Regions from separate parts of the Mus musculus genome. Here regions 1, 2, 3, 4 and 5 are each linked to region 6. The links are chromatin contacts, called in public ChIA-PET and promoter capture Hi-C maps. All regions are on one chromosome and are shown on one strand. The core of a region is the stretch at or near the end of the contact, and the rest is flanking DNA. Distances in the headings are between cores, read along the strand shown.

Evidence for each region. Promoter capture Hi-C pulls out the DNA fragments that hold promoters and counts their contacts. ChIA-PET counts read pairs in DNA pulled down with a chosen protein or histone mark.
Region 1: a contact with region 6 is called in an RNA polymerase II ChIA-PET map of memory CD8 T cells, with 23 read pairs. The contact joins the enhancer-like site here to the promoter of Ly9 in region 6. A contact is called at or near these places in 3 of 39 promoter capture datasets (the C10 cell line, cranial neural crest and hippocampal neurons), 5 of 484 Hi-C or Micro-C datasets (the C10 cell line, the HPC-7 cell line, LSK cells and 1 more) and 2 of 115 datasets of contacts at active chromatin or transcription factors (bone marrow-derived macrophages and memory CD8 T cells).
Region 2: a promoter capture Hi-C map of pre-B cells shows a contact between it and region 6, with 2.2 times the contacts expected there. The contact joins the promoter of Cfap126 here to the promoter of Ly9 in region 6. A contact is called at or near these places in 1 of 39 promoter capture datasets (pre-B cells), 1 of 484 Hi-C or Micro-C datasets (LSK cells) and 1 of 115 datasets of contacts at active chromatin or transcription factors (memory CD8 T cells).
Region 3: a contact with region 6 is called in an RNA polymerase II ChIA-PET map of memory CD8 T cells, with 53 read pairs. The contact joins the promoter of Slamf6 here to the promoter of Ly9 in region 6. A contact is called at or near these places in 1 of 39 promoter capture datasets (the C10 cell line), 1 of 115 datasets of contacts at active chromatin or transcription factors (memory CD8 T cells) and 3 of 9 other capture datasets (adipose tissue, embryonic stem cells and liver).
Region 4: an RNA polymerase II ChIA-PET map of memory CD8 T cells shows a contact between it and region 6, with 7 read pairs. The contact joins the promoter of Ppox here to the promoter of Ly9 in region 6. A contact is called at or near these places in 1 of 115 datasets of contacts at active chromatin or transcription factors (memory CD8 T cells) and 2 of 9 other capture datasets (adipose tissue and liver).
Region 5: an RNA polymerase II ChIA-PET map of memory CD8 T cells shows a contact between it and region 6, with 24 read pairs. The contact joins the promoter of Copa here to the promoter of Ly9 in region 6. A contact is called at or near these places in 2 of 39 promoter capture datasets (cranial neural crest and pre-B cells), 2 of 115 datasets of contacts at active chromatin or transcription factors (effector CD8 T cells and memory CD8 T cells) and 1 of 9 other capture datasets (adipose tissue).

What each region holds. Positions count from the first base shown.
Region 1 is chr1:171,982,320-171,985,095 of GRCm38.p6, forward strand. No RefSeq gene overlaps it. Among named protein-coding and RNA genes, the nearest start is that of Vangl2, 44 kb to the right of the region's middle. Within about 2 kb of position 1,497, at least 21 of the 459 cell types and tissues checked have an H3K27ac peak or open chromatin away from gene starts, as enhancers often do. A contact at or near this core is called in memory CD8 T cells, where this site is marked.
Region 2 is chr1:171,121,653-171,124,352 of GRCm38.p6, forward strand. It overlaps Cfap126 (cilia and flagella associated protein 126), which reads left to right and starts at 1,393. Exons shown (of 5, transcript NM_001379426.1): 1 at 1,393-1,541. The coding sequence starts at 1,515.
Region 3 is chr1:171,916,156-171,918,921 of GRCm38.p6, forward strand. It overlaps Slamf6 (SLAM family member 6), which reads left to right and starts at 1,307. Exons shown (of 9, transcript NM_001347186.1): 1 at 1,307-1,637. The coding sequence starts at 1,553. All of the region lies in intron 1 of Gm37065 (predicted gene, 37065), which reads right to left.
Region 4 is chr1:171,279,929-171,282,683 of GRCm38.p6, forward strand. Ppox (protoporphyrinogen oxidase) reads right to left here and starts at 1,258. Exons shown (of 13, transcript NM_008911.2): 1 at 945-1,258; 2 at 746-840; 3 at 460-594; 4 at 212-327; 5 at 1-73. The coding sequence starts at 832. Usp21 (ubiquitin specific peptidase 21) reads right to left here. Exons shown (of 13, transcript NM_013919.4): 12 at 2,569-2,683; 13 at 2,021-2,374. The coding sequence ends at 2,284.
Region 5 is chr1:172,081,260-172,083,959 of GRCm38.p6, forward strand. Copa (coatomer protein complex subunit alpha) reads left to right here and starts at 1,270. Exons shown (of 33, transcript NM_009938.4): 1 at 1,270-1,690. The coding sequence starts at 1,651. Ncstn (nicastrin) reads right to left here and starts at 1,490. Exons shown (of 17, transcript NM_021607.3): 1 at 1,342-1,490; 2 at 1-57. The coding sequence starts at 1,423.
Region 6 is chr1:171,606,050-171,608,876 of GRCm38.p6, forward strand. Ly9 (lymphocyte antigen 9) reads right to left here and starts at 1,361. Exons shown (of 10, transcript NM_008534.3): 1 at 1,151-1,361. The coding sequence starts at 1,274.

The sequences.
Region 1 (2,776 bases), core at 247-2,746, 380 kb after region 6:
CCAAGCCAGAACTGTAAAATGACCACGTGGAAACAATGAATGGGGAAGGAGAAAAAACAGACACTCTGACTTAATCATTCCTTTACTCTCACTTTTGCAGGGGGGACCCCTGATGAGTCAGACTGGAAAAATCAATAGGAAACTGGTAAGTAACAGAGGTTGCAGTGGTAGCAGGGAAGGGACTGCATTTCTGCTTTGTTTTGTTTAATAAATTACATTAAAAGAATGGGATCTCTCTATGCTTCTTGCCACCACACATAACCCTGAATTCCAGGAATGCTGACAGAAGAAGGGTCTGGAAAGACACTGTATGATCTTAAAGGAGCCACAGAATATCTTCGTGACTTTAGCTTAAGAAGAGATTTCTTTGCAAGGTATTTTAAGAAGAAACGCTATTCATTCATTCATTCATTCAATTTTTCCAAACCTGTTCACCTAACAAAAACAAAAAGAAAGTGGAAAGCCAAGCTACAAACTGGGAGGCAATGTTGACAGCATAAATGACCAATGAAGGACTAACATCCAGAAACATATAATGAATTGAGAATGAAACAGAGGTGAACAGGCATTTCCCAAAGCACAAAGGGGAAATCCAGACAATCTATCAAGACGTGGAAATTTCTCAACTTCTCTAACAATCTAGAAATGCAAATCAAAACTACTGAGATACCACCAAATACCTCTCAAATAACAAAAGCACTGCCCTCGGTATAGAGATAATATCAAATATAAGAGAACATGAAGCCCCAGTACTTCTGCAGCAAGACGGAGGGAGGAGGCAAGAGATCGCCAAAAAGTGTATGAGCTAGCAAGCCAGGTTTACACAGCAGCCAACAACAAAGAGCTCCTGTCCCAGACAAGGAGGAAGGAGAGACTGGCATCCAGGGTTGTCATCTGTTCTCCACACAATGGTTGTGGCATGCACACATCATTTCTTTTCTAAAAAGCCGACTGAAAGGTGAGCATAGTGGTGCATGCCTGTAATCCTAGCTCTTTAGTCAGCTGGGAAGATGGGGAGTACACAACCAGTTTTGGACATGGCCCAGAATCCTGCCCAAAAGGGGATGGGAGAGGAAGAGAAGGGAGATGAGTGGGAAAGAAAGAGAGTAAGATGGGAAAGGGTTGGAGGGAAAGAAAAGAAAAAAGGAAAGAAGGAAAACGAAGAGAAGAGAGAAAAGATGTCTCGTTAAAATCAGCCAGTGCAACCCCATACATTCACAGATAAAGGCTGTGGTCAGACAAGACTCCCAGGGCTGGGAGCAGCAGCTAGGCATCTGCAAGGTCCCTTTCCTGACACTGCAGGCTGCTTTCTGCTTCAGATGATTCTGCCTCACCAGAGCCAGCAAACAACTTGGTGGTTCTACTCTGAAGCAACCAAAGAAGCAAACAACAACAACAAAAAACCAACTCAACAGTTTTCAAACTATTTTCTTAACATGTAGGGAGTAGGAGGTTCCTGCCATAAACAGGAAGGGCTGTGACAGCAGTCCCCACGGCACCCACAAACTACTTCACCCCACTATGTAAGCAAGAGGCATGACAGGCTGGAAGTTCAGTCTATATCCAGAAGAATAAGAAAATTTACAAGCCCTAGTCTAAACAAGCTCATGCTTAAAACAAAAGGAACAAAATATAAAGTATGTTTGAAGATGTCACATTAAACCCATTACCTTGTATGCTAGCTTTAAAAAAATAATAATAATAAAAGAGGCATGTTTCTGGTCATAGTGGTTCATGTCTTTAGTTCTAGTACTGGGGGAGGCAGAGCCAGGTAGAGCTCTGTTAGCTCCAGATCAGCCAGATGTTCTTTGTTTTTGTTTTGCTTTATTTTTTTTCTTACTTATTCATTTTACATCCTTCTCACTGCCCCCCTCCCAGCCACTCCCTCCCATAATCCTTCTCCCATCCCCCCTCCTCTTTCTCCCATCTCCCCTCCCCTTATCCTCCAAATGGGTGGGGGTCCCTCTGAGTATTCCCCCACCCTGGCACATCAAGTCTCTGCCAGGCAAGGGGAATCAGCTCCCACTGAGGCCAGACAAGGCAGCCCAGCTAGAAGAACATATCGCACATACAGGCAACAGCTTTTGAGATAGCCTCTTATTCCAGCTGTTCAGGACCCACATGAAGACCAAGCTGCACATATGTGCAGGGAGGCCTAGGTCCAGCCCATGTATGCTCATACATTCATTGGTGGTTCAGTCCCTGGGAGCCTCAAGGGTCCAGGTTAGCTGGTCTTCCTATGGAGTGCCTATCACCTTTGGGGTCACAATCATTCCTCCAATTCTTCCATAAGTGTTCCCAAGCTCCATCCACTGTTTGGCTGTGGGTGTCCACATCTGTCTGAGTCAGCTGCTAGGTGGAGCATCTCAGGGGACAGTCATGCTAGACTCCTGGCTGCAAGCATAACAGTCTCATGAATAGTGTCAGGGACTGGTGCTTGCCCATGGGATGGGTCTCTAGTTGAATGGGTTATTGGTTGGCTGTTCCCTCAATCTCTGCTCTATCCCCTGTCCCTGCATTTCTTGTAGACAGGATAAATTTTGCATCAAAAGTCTTGTGGGTAGATTGGTGTCTCTATTGCTCTACTGGGGTCCCTGCCTGGCTACAGAAGGTGGCCCCTTCAGGTTCCATATCCCCAATGTAGTGAGTCACAGCTAAGGTCACTCTGTTGATTCTTGGACGCCTCCCTTATTCCAGTTCTCTGTCTCTTCCTGGAGATGCCCCTACCTCCCCGCCCCATTAGTTGTAGATGTCTATTCATTCTCATAGCAATCTG
Region 2 (2,700 bases), core at 143-2,642, 480 kb before region 6:
TGGACCCCACCTGCTTCCCCCTATACCCTCTTCTCACTTCACGTGGACTTTTGTTCTTGTTGTTTGGTTGTTGAGATAAGGCCTTTCTATGCATCCCTGACTGGCCTGGAACTTACTATGTAAACCTGGTTGGCTCACATTTAGAGGTCTGACTCCTCCAAGTTCTGAGGTTAGAGGCGTCACCATGCTTTCGTGTTTGAGTGTGTGTGTGTGTGTGTGTGTGTGTGTGTGTGTGTGTGTCTGAGCTCAGAGATGCTTGCACACGTGGGAGGTTATTCCCAGGAGCATGGACCACCTACCAGTGTGGCTGGTTACAACACTGAAAAGAAGATCCTGCCCTCTCCAGAACTATTAACATAAAGGGCGGGGCCTTGTGAGCCCCTCCCCCAGCAACAGTTAACGCCTCCATAGCTCCAGGAAGGAGGGGGGGCCTCATGAGTCCCTTCCCTGTTTTTTGGAGACAGGATCCTACTACATAGCCAAGGCTGGTCTTGAACTTGAGATCCTCCTGCCTCCACTTCCTGGATACTGGGATTACAGGCGTGCACAGCCATATCTGGCTCTTAAGTATCTTTGGACAACTTGGGTTTTTTCCTTTTTTTAAAACTTAAGACTTTGTAACTGACAAGCCCTCTTTAGTTCTAACACCCCAATAGATGAGTAGATGGACTTAACAGAAATTTCAATGAGTCTCTCAGGGTTCCTTGGTTTTATAGCTAATAGGCTCAGGCCCTGGTACCTACTCAGTTTCCCACCCTACGTTCTGATTTGCCATATCCTAACCAACACTATGAAGCTATATCTTGGGTCCTGTGACTGTAGGGGGATGGAGGAGACAGGAGTCACTTAAGGACCAAGGATAAGACATATATTTCCTTTTGGGAACAAACCAGTTGGTTGCTTCCTAAGCAGTGTGCCTTTGTTATCCTGTGAGCAGCATCTTGGCAGCGCCCAATTCCCACTGTGAACATTTCATTCACCTTATTCTTCAGTGTACAAAGCAGGCCATCACTACAGTGTGTGATGGATGAGGGGTTAGGCTTAGTTCATTATACCACAGTGTCTCACACACTCAGCTCACGGGGGTTGGGGGGTCTCAAAGTTTGTTTAAATAGTTGAAGATGTCATTCAAAGACAACCTGGAAATTCTGAAGCAGACTTAACTATGTTGGGGAAACAGCTATTTACATGACAGTTATCCCTGATTTGTTTTGGACACATGCAAAGTATAGTAACTGAGGCAAATGCAGCGGTCCTGCTCAGTGGTCCTGGGATTTTGGAAGCAGAGGCAGGAGGACGGGGTGTTCAAGGTATCCATGGCTACTTCTCAGTTCATTTTCTCATGTTTGTTTGGGCCTCTATACTCTAAAATGAAAATGAACCTACGTTTCAGAGAGAAAGGAAGAGGGTAGTGTAAACCACAGAATGTAGCCCAACCCCTGCTGACCGGGAGTAACTCCCAGAAGGCTGGCCTTCTGCAGTTGCCAGGCAACAAGTGTAAACAGCACTGGATCATGGCCACTAACTACAGTGCCAACCAGGTAAGCGCTTGCTCGTCACCCTTTTACATTTGAGTTTATGTTCCAGATGCTGCCCTTGACTGCCCGCTCCCATCAGACTCTGACTGGGTTGAGGCGGTGCTTCATCTCATGGGTGGGAGGGCCCAGGAACAAGCAAAGAGGATCTGGGTTAAATCTGTAGACCGTAAGCCAGGAAGCAGTGATTTTATTTGTACAGGCCAGAGTAAGCAGTTTAGGCTTTGTAAGTCAAGTGACAAAGTCATATCTATTTATATGAAAGTTAGCACTAATTTGTTTCAGAAAAATTCAAAATATAGGGGTAGAGATGCTCCCCAGTGGTCCCCGAGGCAGGAGGATGGGTGTTCAAGGCATTCTGGGGCTACATACTGAGTCCAAGGCTAACCTGAGCTTCAAGAGAACCCCTCCCCCTCCACACACACACAGAGAGAGAGAGAAAGAGAGAGAGAGAGAGAGAGAGAGAGAGAGAGAGAGAGAGAGAGAGAGAGAGAGAGAGAATGAAAACAAGGACACAAAATAGTCACTGATGGTTCGAGGCCAGCCTGGTCTACATAGAGAGTTCCAGGCCAGCCAGAGTCTTGTAGTAAGAAAAGAAACAAAATATTGCCTACACATTTTTGGAGTTCCTTTGGAGAAAATATTTTCCTTCTTTAGTATTCCCAGTTTAGTGTTGTTCTTTTTCTTCGTTTATGTGTATGTGTGTGAGTAGGTAGACAGGTAAGGTTTTGCTACTACCTACCTATCCCAGACTGGACCACAAAGTCACAACCCTCCTACCTTCCTCTGCTAAGCGTGAGGCTTACAGGTGTGTGCCACCTTGGCCAACTACCTTCTGTCAAAGCAACACAAATGGTTGTTTTATGTCTACAAATATTTTTACAAATGGTCTATTTTTACAAATAAAAAACGTTCTTGCCAGGGAGGCAGGGACAGAAGGGTGGAACCCAGCCTCAAAGAAAGAAAGAAAAAGAGAGAGAGAGAGAGAGAGAGAGAGAGAGAGAGAGAGAGAGAGAGAGAGAGAGAGAGAGAGAGAGAGAGAGGAAAGAAAGAAAGAAAGAAAGAAAGAAAGTGGCGTTTTCTGCCCCTTGGCCTTCTAAAAGCAGGTAGCAATGTGGATTTGGTTACCATCCCTTGGTCTAATCTAGCAGTCTCCAGCAGTGTG
Region 3 (2,766 bases), core at 57-2,556, 310 kb after region 6:
TATCTCTAATCACCTCATATAGGACTGAGAACAAAACAAAGAAACAGCCCTCACAAGTCCGGATTAGTTCTTTGAGGTTACTGACAGGTGCACGGATGAGGGGTTATCTGTAGGCGTGGGGGTGGTTCAAAGGCATTTGCATACCTGACAGCCCACTCTCAGAGCACCATCAATGACCTAATACTTTTCTACTTGGACCTTCTCAAAGTTGCCACCACATCTGCATCAACATACTGGAGACCAAGCCTCCAGCATCCGAATCTTCCGAGGTCAGAACCACAGGGATTGGGGCAAAAAAAAATAACAACTGAGCCACATTATAAACGAGTAAGATCTGACAAGCATTACAGAAGATGGCACAGACAAGGTGAACATTTTCTCAAGTGCGTAGAGAGGACACGATTTAAGTCTCTCTAAAAATTTCTAAGTTAAAATCATTCAAGGTATTTCCTTTCTTTTTCAAGGTATTCTTCTCTCATATATATTACATCCCTGACAGCAGTTTCCCTCTCTCCTCCCTCCCAGTCTTTCCCCTCCCCCCTTACTTCCCCCAACACCTCCCTCAGCCCCCTCCATCCAGTTCTCTTCCTTTTCGCTCCAGAAAAGAGCAAGTCTCTCAGGGATATCAACCAAACAAGGCATATCCAGTTGCAATAAAACTAGGTACCTCCCCTCATAAGGACTAGGCAACCCAATAGGAGGAAGAGTCCCAAAATCAGGCAAGAGTCAGAGACAGCCCCCTATCCCACTGTTGGAAGTCCTACTAGAAGACCAAGCTACATAATCATTATATATATAATATATATATATATATATATATATATATATAGCACCTAGGTTAGAACCATGCAGGGTCCCTAGTTGCCACTTCAGTCTCTGTGAGCGCCCCATGAACCCAGGCTAATTGATTCTGTAGGTTTTCTTGAGGTGTCCTTGACCCCTTTGTCTCCAACAATCCTTCCTCCACCTCTTCTGCAAGATTCCCCAAGCTCCACAGGATGTTTGACTCTGGATCTCTGCATCTGTTTCCATCAGTTGCTGGGTGAAGCCTCTCTGATGACAACTGGGCTAGGCTCCTGCCTCAAGTATAGCAGATTTGTTTTGCTATGGTTGGTTTGTTTGTTTGTTTGTTTGTTTGTTTGTTTGTTGTGTCTCTGGGCTATCCAGCCTCTGCTTCATGGCTCTCCACACAGTATCAGGAGTGGGCTCCCCGTCCTGGCATAGGTCTTAAGATGGACCAGTCACTGATTGGCCACTCCCACAATTTCTGTGTCACCTTTACCCCAGCACATCTTGCTGGCAAGACAAATCATAAGTAGAAGGTTTTTGTGGCTGGGTTGGTGTCCCAGTCCCTCCACCAGAAGTCTTGCCTGGTTACAGAAGATGGCCCGTTCAAGTTCCACGTTCCCTACTGCTAAGAGTCTTAGCTTACAAAAGATATTCTTGTAAGCCAAGTGTGAAGTTAATCACGACAACCAAAGGTTTGCTAACATAGAGGAAGAGCTCTCATCAATAGGGGAACAGAAAGTCTCAGCGACAAGCTTATGAAAGAATGGCTGTCTCAAGGGCTCCAGCACCCGACTCCGCCTGTCAGAGGATGGTCTGGCTCTTTCCACTTGTCTTCTGCCTCGGCTCAGGTAAAAAACGTCTGTGGAAACTGATTGAGTCACTGAGTGAGTTCCTTCTTTGGAATGCCTTGCTCCTCTTGGTCAGGTTGACTGCCCAGTTCTCTATTCAGAGACTTAGAAAGCTCACCGTGGTCCTAGCGAACTGCTTCCCGCAGACTGCCACGGGACTGATTCAGAGCAAACACTTCGGCTGGGGGCCAAGGGGAAGGGAAGTGTTTTCTGAGATATGGAAAATGAGTCTTTGTAAGTCAGGACTGTTCGTGACCAGCGTATTGTGGTACAAAAATAAGTTTAAGCGGGAAAAAGATCTACAATTTAACTACTGTGATACTGTGCGACTTCAGGGGGCTTCATTATCTTTCCCGAGCTTCACTCTTCGCTCAGATACTGAAAACCCACCAACGCTTTCACACTGCAATTAGGAAGGGATTGACTGAGCCTGCTTCTTCTCCCTGCTATCTGGAAAGCTCTCACTGTCTTTAAGAACTCAGAGGGTGCCTATCTGGACTGAAGCGTAGTGTTCTAAAACAGGAGATCAAGCAATGGCTACTAACACAGACCTAGCCCCGAGAGAATTCATTGAAGAAAAAAAAAAAGAACCAATAGGTAGCCTAGCATTTATTTTATTCCAGAAAATGAGCTAATTATTAAACATGCATTACATTTAGATGTCCATAACGTGTTTGTGAATTTATTCTATTAATAGCTACAAGTAACTTAGACTATGGCAATTTAAATAACTTTTGAAAATTCTATTAGTCATCAGGTAGCTGAAAAAAACCAATAAAAATAAAAACAAATCACTTGACTAAAACTTTCAGTAACAAACACCTGTGTGCATGCACACACACAAACCAAGACATACTGCAGATATAGAGCTATCTAGACAAATTGACAACAGAAAGAAAAAGAAAGCAAGGTTCATTAAGTCATTTGATAAACCATTCACTAAATGACCACTGAATGCACGGCACTGTGGGCGTTTCAGGAACTAAGTCAACACAATTTCTGTTCTGCGGAATTAACGTCTTGGCAGGGAAGATAAACTATAAACAGGTAAAATGTGCACTGGCTTAGGACAAATAATCTTGAAAAAATAAAGCAAAGAGAGAGGAGGGAGAACATTAACGTTGCGTCG
Region 4 (2,755 bases), core at 8-2,507, 330 kb before region 6:
GGGCTTCAGCAACTCCCTCAGCCCAGCCCAAAACAGAGGTTTTGAGAAGGGGGGTGAAGGACGGAGTAGCCCCCTGCATGGAGGAAGGCATGGTTGAAAAGAAAACTCCCAGATTCACCTTTCAGAGGGTTCTTTTCAGCCATTAGACCCCCTGTGGCTGGAAGGCCTGACAGGGAGCGAAAGGGGGGTGTGTGTAATAGTGAGGTGTTACCTGAGGCCGGAGGGTAGAGGGTGCAGGGTACCGCCTACATACAGGAACCTGTTCTGGGCAGCTGGGTGATCCCCTCGGACAGGCAAGACTTCAGACTCCAAGCCAAGTTCAGAAACCTGTTCTCCACAAGCCCTCAGGAAGAGGAGAAACTAAGGAAAAACTGACCCAACGTTTTTCCTCTCTGCAACTCCGTCCCTTTGGAGAACTCTCCTCCACTACCTGTCCTACACATTCCACAAGACGCTCACCAGGAGCAGGGTCCGGGCTCCCAGGGCTCCAGCCGGCCTAATCCCTCGAGGTCCAAGTTCAAAGATCGCACCATCTGATCCTCGGATTGAGCGGATCCATCCTCCCAAACGCTTGCTGCCCTCCACTAAGATCACCTGGCGCCAAAAGTGAAGCACTGTCGCCACAGGGCAAAGGGACTGGGGGTCGGGGGAAGTGCATATTTCACGGAACAAAAATCTATGCAGCTTTTGCTAGAAATATCAAGAGTATTAAATGAGTCTTTCTCTGGTACTAGTGGGGACTCACCTTAGGAGGACTGGGGCCTCGGATCAGATGATAACTTGCGGCCAATCCACTGATACCTCCGCCAAGTACTATCACAGTCCGGCCCATCGTAAGGCCTGGGAAAAGGTCGAGATACCCCAGGAGAACGGGGCAGGGGAGCACTCTGTTTTACAACTGCAGAAACCCCCACTGGTCCCATACCCCACTTCTGGACACTTACTGATTTATGAGCAACTAATGCAGGGCGCGCGTGTACGTGCTGGTGGAAGAGTAAGGTCTTCGTTCTGAAGCCAGAACTTACCCACGAGATAGGGGGAACCCGAGAAAGTGAGTGACTGATAGAGGCCCTAGGAGCAGTCCATCCTGTCCGTGTGCAGATAAGGGCCACGCCCACGCTATCTCCCCAGCACAAACCCTTCGGAGGCCAGAATTCTACAGCACTCGGTTTTTCCAGCCTCAGGGGTGAGCAGGTTCAAGTCTGGTATCCCCGCCCCTAACTTTTAGGGTCCCTCCGACTCTCCGTCGATTCCTTTCTGGCGGCCTGCGTGACTGCGTTTCACTTTCTTGCTTCTTGATTGGAGGGTCTTGGAGTGCGGGTTCTGGATTGGTGAGCTCTGGATACATTCACCAATGAAAACACCATATTGGCAGTGACGCTACCAGAGGAGCAACAGCCGCTTTCGGAGTCAGTTCCGTGGAGCGGGTTAACCTGTTCGTGTCCTAATCGGAGTTAGTTGCAGTAACCGGCACTGCCTTCCCCAGGGACAGGACAGCGAAATCCTTGAGCATTCCCCAGCTCAAGCTTCCCAGGTCTGTGGTGAAAACCCTGGAGGTGGGAGAGCCCCACGAGCTTTAGTTAGGGAGAAAGAGAGAGACACTTGGAGGCCAGTCCGTGGGGAGAAGGCTCCATAAACAGCTCCTTGATGTTAGCAACAGACAGGGCCTACGGGAGCAAGGGCCGCCCGGCAACGGTACCAGTGTTTGTCAACAGGGGTTCTTGGATGCCTTGCCCTCGAGGGGCAGTACCCCTCTCAGGAAAAACCGGCGTGCCAATGCCTGCACTCTAGTTTCAGGCTTTCCCGCAACTTCACAGGTCTCAGGGTTTGTCTGCCTAGTTCCACTAAACTCAGTGTTTGGGTCCAAGGCTGGGGCCAGCTCAATCCCTGTTCTTTTCCTTCTGTTGTGAGAGCGCCCCCACCTGTCCAGAGACAGAATTGGGGCCCAGAAAGGCTCCAATTGAACCAAAATTCTAGATATCCATTCCCTCTTATCCACAAATACAAACATGAACATCACTTTTTTCTTAATAAATTTATTCACAAAAAAGTGAGATTGCAGAGGTTCTGGGGGCTGTACATGGTCAAGGGTCTGGTGGTTTCTGTACATGGGACAGGAAAACAAGGCGGAAGGGTACTTCTTAATAAAAAAAATAACGGGAGCTACAACCAACCCTCCTCCCCTCCCCGATTAAAAAGACACAAAAATAGACGTCTGTGAGGTAACTGGGGGCTTAAGGGTGTTGGGAAGGTTTTCACAGGTGCCAGGGCTTCAAGATGGTGTCACAGGCACCGAAGTGGTTCCTGCATCAATTGGTAGAACAGCACGTAGCCCTCACTGGATGCCACCTGATTTTCACTGACAGGGGAAACGCTGAGAAGAGAAACGGGACACGGCTGTGGTCAGTGGTCATTCTTGTAGATTCCCCCTCCATCCCACAAGACTCAGAGTAGCCAGGTGGAGATCAGGAGAGACTCTCCACCTATCCTTTGTCAGGAACTTATCTTTTCGGAGCTGGGGGGGGGGCGGTGGGAGGGGGCAGGAGTTGAACAAGAGGCTATTCTCACCGGGAGTCATTGTAGACATGCCAACCAGTCTGGCACCGGCACAGGGCTGTGTAGTGGCCATAGTGGACACTACCCGAGTGGTTGCAAAGGGCATACAGCTGGTAGACAGGGCTTCCTGCGGGTTAAATAACATCAGTTTCCACACCCAGTTGTGTCTCCCTCCTGAAGATTCTTTAGGAGGTTCCCT
Region 5 (2,700 bases), core at 20-2,519, 480 kb after region 6:
CTGTTTTATTTAAGGGAATGTAGATTTTCCTCTCCACTGAGTTTCCCCCACACAATCCTGATCAGAAGATAAACAGTATTAGGAAAAAGTGAAAGATAATTTGGTATTAGCCTCTATCATCATCAGCTCGATTCATGGTTTCAGTAAAGCATTCACGATCATACTGTCTAACACAAGATTAATGATCATTCTTTTCACTTCTTGGCCACATTATTGGAACATAAGTATTGTAAAGAGGACCTAGCTGTGTATTTTAGAAAGTTATTAGACTCCATGATGATCGATTAATTATAAAGCTAAAAGGTGATTGTCAAAAGTCTTTGACTTCAGATGTGCCGGCGTCAAGTTTCAGGGCTAAACAAGTCTGCTTCTTTTAGCTTGCCTGTACATTACTAATTAGTTATCAAAAGAGCTCTGGTCTAAGAATATAGATTGCCAAAACCAAACAAAGAAAAGCACTAACAACAAAAACCACCTAAGAATCTGAACAGACCTAGGAGAAGAAACGTTATGCCACACACCTGGTCAGTTAATGAAATATCAGACCATTTGCCCACACACCTAGAGTATGGGACAGCTACAGTTCCTCCCTTGAAGCTAATCAAAAGCAATGTGAATGTTGAGAAAGACGGAGTCATGGCTATACAAGGAAATGGCTGCATTTCAGGGCTTACCTAGAAAGATATATATATATATCTTTGCTTAACTCTTAGTTGAACACACTATAAATAATTACAGGTGTGTTACTGATTGTACTTCATAATTTAAAGATCACTAAATAGACATTAGATTGGAAAAAAAGAAAATATTCATATACATTAAACGTCTAAGATTCCTTGAATCATTACTTCCCTCTTAACAGTTTAAAGCAGCTAAGCTAACGTTAGCCTCACTTTAGTAAGCTAAGAAAACAAGGAACACAAATTTAGGCTAGAACCAACAGGAGGAAACGGGGGCTCTCATTTTTTCAACGTCGCACAAAGACCACGAAACGAGACTGTTTTGATCTCAAACATACTAAACCGGAGGAAGGGGGCTGAGCTTTTCACACCTGTCCCTTTTGATGGCTGATGGGGTGGCTGGGCTTTAAACAGAGAACGAGGCATGCGAGAAAGGTTGAAGAGAATCAGGCTGGAAACCCAGAAAAGGGCTGGAGAGAACTAAGGAAATGCAGGTCCAGGCAAAGGAGGAACTTATGTCATGGGAACGAAAGACAAGAAGGATTTCCAGGGCGGGGGACAGAGGGGCAATCGGAACCAGAAGGGCATTGCCTGCACTAGCGATGGGCCGTTCCGGACGGCTCCTCTTAAAGACCAGAGCTCCGGGGTGGGGTGACCTCACCTGCCAGTACCACGGAAAAAGACAGAAGAAGAAGACCCCGACTTCCTGGGTCAGGCCCAGAGCCGCCCCTAGTCGTAGCCATCTTGCCTCTCCGCTGGGCGGAAGCCTCAGGTCCCTTCCAGACTCGTAGCGGCCTCTCTAGGCTTCCGCTAGCATCGTCTCTGTGGCCCAGCGCTCCAGAGACCGGAAGTCCTTGTCCGAGGAGCTTCCGGGAGCCGCGACCCGGGAGTAGCTGACGTGGAAGCCTTGGGAGTGCCACCGGGAGCGGCGGGACCCGCTAACCTGACCTAGGAGCCCGAGGCCTGAAGGATGCTAACCAAATTCGAGACGAAGAGCGCGCGGGTCAAAGGTAGTGGAGAAGAAACGGGAACAGCGGAGGTTGGGTGTTGGGGGTAGTGGTGCTGTCACTAAGGCAGGACTCGCTGACCGCGTCGGGCCTCCTGGAAGAACCCGGAGGAATAACCGAGGGAGCGGCTTAGGGTTAGTGGAGTAGTCTGCAGTCCGTGCTGCTTCGTATGTCCTGGAACTTATCGTGTCGTGGCTCGTTAACCTTAGGCCGGCTCCCTACTCCTTCCAGCCACCTCTTCTGGGGGGGTGTGCCAGCCCTTTCTGTTCTTAAGGCCTTATGACTTGGATGCTTTCTGATAACCAGGTTGTATGGAGTGTTTCTGGGGTTTGAGTCTCAGCTTCTGTCACTGGCTACTCCAGTAGCCCGTCTGCTCCATTTCCATGTCCAGTGCTTCCGCTGGACTATTTATTTATTTATTTATTTTTGGCCTATTTGGAGTGAGAGAATGGAGGCCTACTGCCCCACCAGGTCCCGAGCCTGGGTAAGATTGTCCGGTGAAATACAGATGCTTTGTGTTAGATTTGAATACCAGGTAAACAGCTAAATTTTTGGTGATAAGTCTTGAAAGACAAAGGCCTGAGATCACACTCTTTGAAAATGTCGATATTAGAAAAATTAAGTCTATGGAAATCTGATAAAAAATATATCTGGACTATTTCATGATATGCATTATAGTGAAGTGGTTCAGAATTTGTTTATTGGAGTCAGTCAGACTTGCTTAGGAATTCTGAAACGTCTACTAACAAGCCGCCTTAAGGTGTCTCCTTACTATCTCTAAATCTCTATATTCTTATCTTTAAAAATAAGGATAGTTAACACTTTCTTATAAAGAGAATTAAAATGAGAAAGTACATTAACTGTGTTTATAATAGTGCCTGGCAAGACTTAGTAATTCAGAAACTGGAGGTTCTTTAATGGAGGCTATATTCTGGGCAGTTTCTAAGTGTCATGGGAAATTTGATTATAAAGGGTGCCAGTAAGAATTCTTAGTACCACCAGGGTTACATAGA
Region 6 (2,827 bases), core at 111-2,610:
GGTTGGGCAGAGATGGTATCATTTGTTTTGCTTTGTTTTGGTTTTAAGTACAGTCCATATTTCTGATAAATATTGTTATCAAAGCTTTTAAGAGCTCAGGTGTTTGGTCAACACAACTCATTTTCCTATGAAGACTCTGCGGTATCTGTTGCATGACCCCAGTCTAGATCCCCCGATTCCAGGGCTCCTGAGGCTTTGTAGAGTACTCTAGGAATTTAGATCAAATCAGACAAGATCTGAATCCTGGCTACTTCAAGAATTCTGGGTGCAAAAATTATAAGATAAAAAGAAGACAAAGAAGTGTAGCTGTAGGGCTGGAGAGATGGCTCGGTGGTTAAGAGCACTGCTGTTCCAGAGGTCCTGAGTTCAATTCCCAGCAACCACATGGTGGCTCACAACCATCTGTAACGGGTTTTGATGCCCTCTTCTGGTGTGTCTGAAGAGAGCAATGGTGGTGTAGTCATATCATAAAATAAATAAATAAATCTTAAAAAAAAAAGAAGTGTAGCTGTAGCCTAAAGGGAAAGGAAGAGAAGAAGGAGAAGGAGAAGGAGGAGAAGGAGGAGGAGAAGGAGGAGGAGGAGGAGGAGGAGGAGGAGGAGGAGGAGGAGGAGGAGGAGGAGGAGGAGGAGTCACGTTGTCTAGGGTCACCTGGGCATATGAAGCTTCTATGGTCCAGGGGATACAAGAATTAAGACAGGAAGTAGAAAGAAAATCTAACAGTGTTTGTGCCCCCGGAGGCTGCAAGGTGGCTTGTCATCAGAAGGGTTTGCTCTGATTGCTCTGTGAATTTGTATACATTACACAGAAAACAAACCGGAGACAGTGAGTATGAAGGAAACATGGTTTGAGACTGGGCTAGAATATTACCTCCTCATGGTGATTCAATGTGTTTGTTCTCTCTCTCTCTCTCTCTCTCTCTCTCTCTCTCTCTCTCTCTCTCTCTCTCTCTCTCTCTCTCTCTCACACACACACACACACACACACACACACACACTGCATACATACTCTTACATATGTACAGTTCTCAAAATAAAGTATAGTTGCAGAGTACTTACCTAAGGAAGGTAATTTCCTGATTTTACCACAAGAATCTATCTTCCGGGCAGAAGCCCAACCTCAGAGACCGCGTGTAGCAAGCAGAACTTACCCATGAGTAGGAAGAGGAGAGGAATCCAAAGAATGGGAGAAAATATCTGCTGCTGACTCATTCTTGGATTTTCAGAGAGTGGACCTAGAGCCCAGTCACACCAATATCTCTTTAGATCCGCCATGATGGTGTACTTCCAGATTTCAAATTAAAGGAGATGCACTTACCACAACTTCCTGAAGTATGTGAGTGCACGCGCATGCGTGGTTTGTGGTGCACGGTTTGTGGCGTGTGTGTGTGTGAGTGTGTGCATGTGTGCATGTGTGTCCCAGGAAGAGCTGTTTATATTGAGCACGACAGACTCCTGCATCTGCTCAGACTGAGGGAGAGGTCCCAAGCACATCCAGATCCTGCAAGGAAATTGTAAACCAGTGCTGGGCTTCACTTGTTTCAGTATCAAAGATGAGCTCTAACCATGAATCTAAAGATGTCTACTAAGTATCCTCACTTCTGGACATTACTGTCCTCTTCTTGGATTCAGGCTGAGATTAGTGGCTTCTTATAGTGAATAGATGTGACAGAGCTAGTGATATGTCACTTCTGAATACAGGACAAGAGAAAGGCTGTGGCTTCCATCTCTTTCTTTCCCATTTCCAATTCCCCCATTTTCTTCTCTCCTTCCTCTAATTCATGTCATGTGTGTGTGTGTGTGTGTGTGTGTGTGTATGTATATGATATATATATATATATAATGTAGGTTCTACATAGGAAAGAAATTATGAATATCTTTCTGAACCTGGAATATTTCCCTCAATATAATGATCTCTAGTTCTGTTGATTTTCTTGAATGTCTCATTTTCTTTATAATTGAAGAAAAATGCTGTTTTGTTCGTATACGTCATTTTTCCTCTATTGATGAACATCTAGGCTGAGTCCCTAAGTTGGTTATTGTTAATAGTGCCTCAAGAAATGTGGCTGAATATCTCTGCCCTATGCACAGGGATTTTGATTTATGATGCAGAAAAGAATTTCAGGACAAGTCAGTCAGAAGCAAAGTTAGTTTAAATGAGAAAAGAATGTGCACTCTAAGAGAGATGGAATCCAGGGTGATGTGTACCTCAGTACCTTGGCAGTAACTATACATATCTGATTTTGTGGATTTTGGAGTTACATTGTTTGAACCATACAGGCTATACATGGGGTTAAAGAGTAAGTAAAAATATTCTGGTATGCATATTTTATATAAAACATTTTCCTTTTGTAGATGAGATTATGAGGTGGTGTGTAACTTTCATTGTGTCGGTTTCCAGATAAGAAAGGAATATTGACAAGATAAGAACATAGACCACAAGACTCAAGGGAATTCCCTCTGTGTGTGGGTGGCACAGAGGTCAACATTGTATTTTGACTGTAAGCATGATTCATTAATTGTCTTAAGAATCTTGGTTGTGGTATTTTCTCAGAAAGGGGAACATAAATCCTTTGCAGGCCATCTTACAAGTGGCTTCATGAGCTGTGTTGAGATTTTTGACTCTTAGCCTGTATGAGATGGGTGAGATGACTTATACCCAGTGAAGTCACCCTTTCTTGAGTTTTCCAATCAAACAACAGAGATTTCGTAAATCAATCAATTGATCAATGTCCAATGGAGAAATCAGCTTACTGGGTACATCTGGCTTGATCCAGCTTTAACTTCCCTCCACCATTATTCCACACCAGCAGTGCCTATTGCTCTAG